Linked DNA regions of Zea mays: region 1 is linked to region 2. A link is a contact called in public Hi-C data. All regions are on one chromosome and are shown on one strand. The core of a region is the stretch at or near the end of the contact, and the rest is flanking DNA. Distances in the headings are between cores, read along the strand shown. Region 1 has its middle 14 kb from the start of LOC109945927. Region 2 has its middle 38 kb from the start of LOC109945623.

What was found. A called contact is a pair of places that touch in the nucleus more often than the background predicts.
Region 1: a Hi-C map of ear shows a contact between it and region 2, with 1.7 times the contacts expected there. The contact joins two enhancer-like sites. A contact is called at or near these places in 2 of 25 Hi-C or Micro-C datasets (ear and endosperm).

The regions. Positions count from the first base shown.
Region 1 is chr4:212,752,852-212,756,559 of Zm-B73-REFERENCE-NAM-5.0, reverse strand. No RefSeq gene overlaps it. Among protein-coding and RNA genes, the nearest start is that of LOC109945927, 14 kb to the right of the region's middle. Within about 2 kb of position 2,184, at least 7 of the 20 cell types and tissues checked have an H3K27ac peak or open chromatin away from gene starts, as enhancers often do. A contact at or near this core is called in ear, where this site is marked.
Region 2 is chr4:212,583,265-212,587,423 of Zm-B73-REFERENCE-NAM-5.0, reverse strand. No RefSeq gene overlaps it. Among protein-coding and RNA genes, the nearest start is that of LOC109945623, 38 kb to the right of the region's middle. Within about 2 kb of position 2,368, at least 16 of the 20 cell types and tissues checked have an H3K27ac peak or open chromatin away from gene starts, as enhancers often do. A contact at or near this core is called in ear, where this site is marked.

The sequences.
Region 1 (3,708 bases), core at 935-3,434, 170 kb before region 2:
CCAACTGAGACTAGTATGTATAGAGTATAGACCATTTAATTTGCATTGATGTTATTAATCAGAGCTAAAGATGTTCTAACATCCAAGAAATTTGAACCTAGAACTAATACTCACATAGTCCCAAACCCAAATCTAGTTGAAACTAGTATACTACCATTGTCCATTCTCTATTAGTGCTACTAAAACCAATACTTCGGAATACTCTTGGGTGAAAATACATCGGTGTTCATAAGCTTGTTGATTTATTTTTTAGGCCATGAAGCACACATACTAGGAGAAGAGACAATAAGGTCTATACCGTTTGAGATGTAGTTCTATCCATTAAGCTTTATAGTATTGTAGCCCATAACCATAAACACTAGAACAGATACAACTAGGTCGATACCTTCAGGATTGAAAGAGGTCACCAAAGAAATAGGAGACTCGGTGGCTGTCAGAGTCAATGTATAATATGGCAGCAACACTAAGAGTGCAGAGGTAGTGTACTTCCCATCACTAACTGCGTTGGAGTAGATCTGGTCTCGTTTAGATTTGTGGGGGCAAGGGGTGCCAACGGACGTTGGCTCACATGCTAGCCCCGTCCCACAACCAGTGCACCTACGATGAGGGCGTGAGGAGTCTGGCTCAATCCTCTAACTAAGTTCAGATGAGATCAACCCAACATTGTCCTCATTGATCACATACTTACTCTTGTATACTTAGAACTTAATTTATTAGGTTATAATCTCTACTTTAATAGACTAGTATACCAAGACTAAGACAATGCAGTTACCAATTTATGTACTATGCTTTTGAAGAACTAGTGAACTATTGTTGAATCATATAAATGTAATATGTGGTGCTGACATTTAAAGATTTCTCCCGTTATATATTCTATGATAGAGCTTTTATGACAATCATGCATTTCTCATATGCCACGATTAAAGTTGTATGCCTCAGTAGTTTCTTCTACTGTCAATACTAGGGCAATATGCCATCCATTGTCAATGGTATAGTCTATTTCAACTAACACCAATACGAGGTCAATCTTCTCCATTCAAGAGGCATAATTAGAGCCATTCAATAGGTCAAGTCTAGATATGATACTCGCGGTCGAAAGCTTGGATGGAGATGGTTAGGTTTGATCCTTCATGCAAGGTTCGTTTGACGGGATATTAGGACATGGAAGGGGATAAGAGAGATTTTGACTTGCATGGGATTCAATCGCACTCAATTCCCATGTGGAACAGATTAACAGAATAAAGCCTTAATTACAAATCGAACAAGACGAAAAGGGGGAAGAGGCACTATAGCTTTGAGAGTGTTTTTCCTCATTACAAAAAATCTGGGATTCAATTTGGATAGACCATGCTCGGAAGAGGGGATTAGGAAATGACATCACTGCACATGTCATTTACCTTAGTGTGATATATTACTAGCTAGTGTATGATCGCTTTTGCTAGGGTGGCCGAGGTCATCAACAATAGAATTCTTTCCACATATACTCCCACAAAACTTAACTTTTCATAGCTTTACTAGGCCTGTGATGCCGAAACGTCAGGCCCGGACCCAGAGCATAACGTTTCTTGGAATACAAAAACTAATACGTTTTAACAAAAAGGCTCACTTTGTGTGATCAATATGGTAGTCGCAGCTCGAGACTCTTTCTTTTTTCAAATGCTATGGCCACTTAGGCGTCGGCTAGGATTACATGTTATGATGCTTCAGAAAGGGAAGAATCCAAGATATAAAAATCTGAAACATCCGCACGATTGTTGGCAAATCTAGCACCGTAATTAAATAAGTTAGGCATGATCTAAATAAAGGTAATACTAATAATTGCTGCTCACTACAACAGAAATATTTTTTAAAGACGCCACTGGTATTTTTTTCCCACGAAAAGCATCAAGCTCCGTTTAAATCAGTTTCTATAAAGTCTCAAGACCCGAGCCACGTCTAGAAATCAAGCTTTACGATGAAGAAGACCTTATATTAGAGGCACCAATTATGGAGTTGCCAAGAACCAAGCTTAAAACACCGCCACCTCTAGGAGTGTATTTTCAGGGACGGTTGATGTTCCTAGAAATATATTTGTAGGGACGGCTGATTTCACGTTCCTAGCGGCTTCTCAAAATGGCACTGAAGCTTCATCTGGACCGAACCCCGCTACGCCCGACTAGCCGTCCAGTGCGCTCACCTGGACCTGTCTGTCCCAGCGCGTCGGTCAGGTGGACCTCCGTGCATGTCCGCATGCAAAAGCTGCCCTTCCCTTCCGCACGCCCCCTTTTTTTTTTTTGCCGCACACCCAATTAAAGTGAAAACGGGTGAGGTATACCCGTCGGGTACCGGATACGGATAGTAAATACCTATTTTTTCGGATATGGATTCGGATAATACCTAGATAGTACAACTTAGGATTTGGGTCGGATACGGAGCGAGTACTACCCGGTAAATACCCGGATATTCGGGTCGGATACGGGTATCCAGAATTTGGATACCCGTTTTTTTCTTTTTCTGCATAATAATATAGTTATAAAATCATAACTTTTACATATTAAATCGGATTAATATAAAGTTTATATGAAATTTGTAGAGCTCGAAGAGATTTATAACTTTGTAGTACATCACGTTTTTGTTTAAACATATCTTTAGGCCAAAATCATTGAAATATTGTCTAAATTTATATCAAAATAATAGACTTTATCATTTTCATGTGGGGACTTAAGATTATCTCCATGTGGGAACTTAGGATTATCTTTTTATAAACTATTTATTAATATTGGTAACTTATTTGTAATTTTTGGTCGACGCTACAATATTTTTATGAATTTAATTGTATTTTGATGATTTTCTACAATAAGAAATTAATAATACACCAAATAGCCTAAAAAATCATTATCCACATATAGTTCTAAAAAATATTTGGACTATAAAATCCACAAGATGTTGGTGTTTCTTCCATTCCACTCCCACTTATTGCGTGAGTTACACCTGAAATTATTTTATGTATCGAAGTTTCAACATAATTAATATTTCACTTATCATTTTCATGTGGGGACTTGAGGTTTTATTTGAATAGAATGTTTATTTGTTTTGGTAAGCTTTTTGTAATTTTAGGTCAAAACTAGTGTATTTTATGAATTTTAATTATATCTTGATGATTTTATGTAGAAAGAAATTAATAATGTAAAAATAGCCTCAGAAATCCATGAAATTATACGAAGGTACAACATATGGTCACATATAGTCATCAAAAATAATGGGACCATAAAGTCCACATGATGTCAACATTTCTTCTATTTTATTTCCACTTATTGCGTGAATTACACGTGAAATCACTCTAAGTATCCAAGTTTCAACATAATCAATACTTCACTTTACCATTTTTATGTGGGAACTTTAGATTATCTTCTATTAAATGTTTATTAGTATTAATTTACTTGCAATTTCGTGGTCGAATAAGAATATTTTATGATAACCAATTAATGCATTATCCGACAAGTATCCGATATCCGATCAAATAATATATGTATCCATCACTTATCCGCCCGGATAAATATCCGGTCCCTGTATCTGTATCTGTCCTATTTCTAACTATCTGTATCCGATCCCGAATCCGTTTTAAATACATCAGGATAGGATACAGGATAAGCTACTATCCGTCCGTATTCGCCCGTTTTCACCCCTACACCCCAGATGCGCGTTAAACTTTTTCTTTTTTTTGCGGGA
Region 2 (4,159 bases), core at 1,119-3,618:
TTAAGTAAGTGTGATTTTGCATAAATAAAATTAATAATTTCAATACACATGTATCACAAGTTTGATTCGTACAGGGACCACTGGATATGCTTCTTCATTTATCCTAAGGTTGGAAAGGTGCTGGTGCTCGACTTCTTGCACACCGAGCCTTCGTCCTATTCAAAATTCCTCGGCCTCTTAGAGTTGTAAGCCTTTTCTATGCATGCATACTTATATCGATGAGAATTGTAGAATAACATGGTGATTCTATTTGAGATCACATGGCATTTAGGTTTTATAAGCTACGAGGTGGAAAGTACGACACGTCCAAAAAAGGCGTGCCACTAGACATCCATTATAACTGGCCAGTAAGTATGTGAATTTATGAATACACATCATACATGTACGTACATAGGACAATGTTGCAACTAAATAACCAATCTCCCGTTATGTAGTGCCACAAGCAACCACCCAGATCGGTCCTATGTGGGTTCTACGTGTGCGAGTTCATGAGAATGAACGGATGATACATCACGAACCCTGGCAAGGTATTATTAGTAATAGTCACGTATGTATTTATGTCATTAAAGATGCAAATGTGTTATTATTGATTATAAATAGATAATGTTTATAAACTTCCTTTACAGCAATTTCAACAAGGAAGCCCGGAGAACTTGACTGAAGGTGCATTGTATGGCATAGTTGAGGACCTGTGCACATTCATATTGAAAGAGGTCATTCTCGCAGAAGGGAAATATCACGATGCTTCCGGAACATTAGCTTTGCCAGAGTTTAGAATACTAACAGAAATTAGTAGACTATTTCTTAGCCGAGATAGTTATTAGAGCTTAAGTGAAAACTTTGATGTATATAATGTGTGATACATATATGGTTGTAAACAAGACTTTGATGTATATAAATGTATGATAGAATTTAATTCCATATTGCTTTTAATATCAATACTACATGTTTATCAATATCAATATAAATATATATATGTTTGTGTGTGTAAATATATAAATTTCAGTACGAAAATTTAAAAAAAGGCGGGAAACCTTTCCACTGGCGGCTAAATAAAACAAACCGCCAGTGGAATTTCCACTGGCGGTTTTCTTAATAAAACCGCCAGTGGAAATGCTATTTTCACTGGCGGTTGCTTAAGAAAACCACCAGTGGAAATGCTATTTCCACTGGCGGTTCTTGAATAACCGCCAGTGGAAATGGCGATTTCCACTGGCCCCTAGCACTAGCGGCACTGAAAAACGCCAGTGAAAATAGTTTTAGGACCGTCACTATAGAACTTCTGTGTACTAGTGTTCCGACGGCCTCACCGTCGAACATAATGTTAGTTCCGATGGTCTCTCTGACAGCCGTCGGACGTATATTCTTATGTACGACGGCTATAGAAAGCCATCGGACATAAGTGTACGTCCGACAGCCGCAAGGAGACCATTGGACATCATGTGGCCGTCGGATCTTTATCGTTTTACTGTTGTGTCTGATCTCACTCTTCTACAGTAATTTAATTAACTGTGGATTTGATTAGCTAGCTAGTAAAGGCAGCTTTCAAACTCCAAAAGCTCATAAGAAACCATATGCAATTTTTTTAATTTTTCGCATCGCCCTTTTTATTTCACAGAGTGGCAACTAAGGGCTGGTAATATGTGCACATTTATTTTACAGTAAAAAATTTGTTAAATAAATAACGAGTATTTGAGTGTTTAATATTAATTAATTGACCAAAAGTTAAGCAATCTGCATTACACCGTCTTTTGTTAAAGTGACTTAAGATTTATTGACACTAAAACGTCTAAATAGATATATTATGGAAGTATATTGAATTCCAAATATAATGATATTTGTCTCGTGCGATAAACATTAATTAGACAACCATCTCTGATCACGCTCACAGCTAGCTAGATGTCACCTATAACATGTAGAAACTGAAGACTCATTTGCATGCATCTAGTCTATATTACAAAATATCTTTCGTTCTTTCTCTGTTGCAAATAAACAAAGCAAGATATTTCTACCACTTCCATCCACGTATATATGAAACTTTGGTAGCAACTACGCATATTCTATATATATACGATCGAAAGCACACACAGACATTTATATGTATAGCACACACAGACATTTATATGCACGACGAAGAAGATTCGGCGAAAGATACGAGACATTGAGCTGGCGCCACAGCTTTAGTTTGGCTTCTTTCTTTAGCTTTTGCCAAAGAAGAGATTAAAAATAATGATAGCCATGCATGCAAAAGAAGCGAGTGGGGCCGGGACGGACGTCGTGTTGTTGCGCCTCCCTGCATGATATGCGGCTCAAAACAATGCAAGTCAATCATTCAGATGTGGATGCCCACACACACCATGCCCATGCTGTTGCCGGCCGTGTTTTGCTAGATAGATCCACGTACAGCGACGTATATAGTACATAGTCTACACCTATAGTGGAGTGCACTGCAATTTTGCAAAAAAAAAAAAAAAAAAAAAACACCAGATGTTGCACCGTTCCGAACTTTGGGAACTTGGGACGATAGTGTAAACCTTAAGACAAAGCCCATACATGCATCCGTGCAGTGCGTGAGGGCCAACCACATATACCTGCATAAAGAATTATTCTGAGCTGTAGATCGGATATATGGAGTACACAACCGTGTTCCTCAATGCATCATCATCATCGGGGCAAGCTTTTTCAACTATCCTTTCTTGGAATTAATAAAGGAACGCAGCATGCATTTGCTGGAAACAGCTTGATCGATCAGCTCTGCATGCGTGAAGAGAGGAACATTCCTGCAACCGGCGAACTCCACGTGTATACGTTCCACACACCTCGATCGAGTAGCAATATCTTCACAAGCATAAGCATGGTACCCATGCAGCGCATTATGCTTTTTCTTTTATAGAACAATCATGTTGACCTACGATAGGCATGCTTCTTTTGCCCATTGCAATAGTAAAAAATAGTATGTTATCCTCCTCTCTCATTGGCATTTGAGTGCCTTTTTCTTTCTATTTATATAAACTAATGTAGACATCAACTAATGCCCCTGCACACGTCAGAACCTTATGAGACATGCATGCATAAAGTATTACTACAAGTTTGTGGATAAATTTTTAACTTTATAAACTAGCCAAAATTTCTTATCTTTGCCCTCTCTCAAATATAATACCCATATCACTACTATATTCGATATTTGTCTCATAACAGAAAACTGAATAATTTCCATCGGTCAAAGGTCCACGGAAATTAGGCTTCCCCAACATAAATTATACTACCACTACCGAAATTGCAGGCTTTGCCGAGTGTTGTATTCTTTGCCGAGTGCCTTTTGTCGGGCACTCGGCAAAGAAGGCTTTACCGAGTGCCGCACTCGGTAAAGTTAGGTACTCGGTAAAGCGAACTTTACCGAGTGCTGAACACTCGGTACAGGACGACACTCGGCAAAGACAACTTTGCCGAGTGTCAAACACTCGGCAAAGGGGGCTCTCGGCAAACGGCCGTCAGCGGCCGTCCCAAAGCTGACGGCCGTCAGTCTTTGCCGAGAGCCAACGGCTGGCACTCGGCAAAGAGGTTCTGTGCCGAGTGCCACATAGTAGGCACTCGGCAAAGTTTATTTTAATTTTTTTGATTTTGTCTCCCAAAATTTTTGTGGTATCTTCCTACATTATGTAGACCTACATGTATCATTTGTGGACAATTTTAACAGAGTTTTCAATGGTTAGTAGATTTAGTTCGTTTATTTGAATTTCTTCGGAAAATTTAGATTTGAACTGCAGGTCACTCGAAACTTGGAAAACCGTGCATGCAAAAATGATATTCATGTTACTTAGCATAAGTTACGACCGATTCCAGGAGCGGACCGGAAACTTCGAGCAACATACTCACTAAACATGACCTTGAACTTGTCATCCACATGTTTAAAAATTGTATAAAACACAAACAAAGTCAGAAAATCCTGAAACTTGTCCACGTGTCATGATATCATATGTACAGGCTGCGATAAAAATTTTAGAATGTTTGGAGAAAGTTGTGGGACACTATGTGTACAAACCTAAGAGATCCACATTGAAACTCTATGATTTCATGTGTAGTTCTCTTAGGTTTCTACACATAGTGCCACACTCCTTTCTCCAAACATTCTAAAATTTTTATCGCAGCCTGTACATAT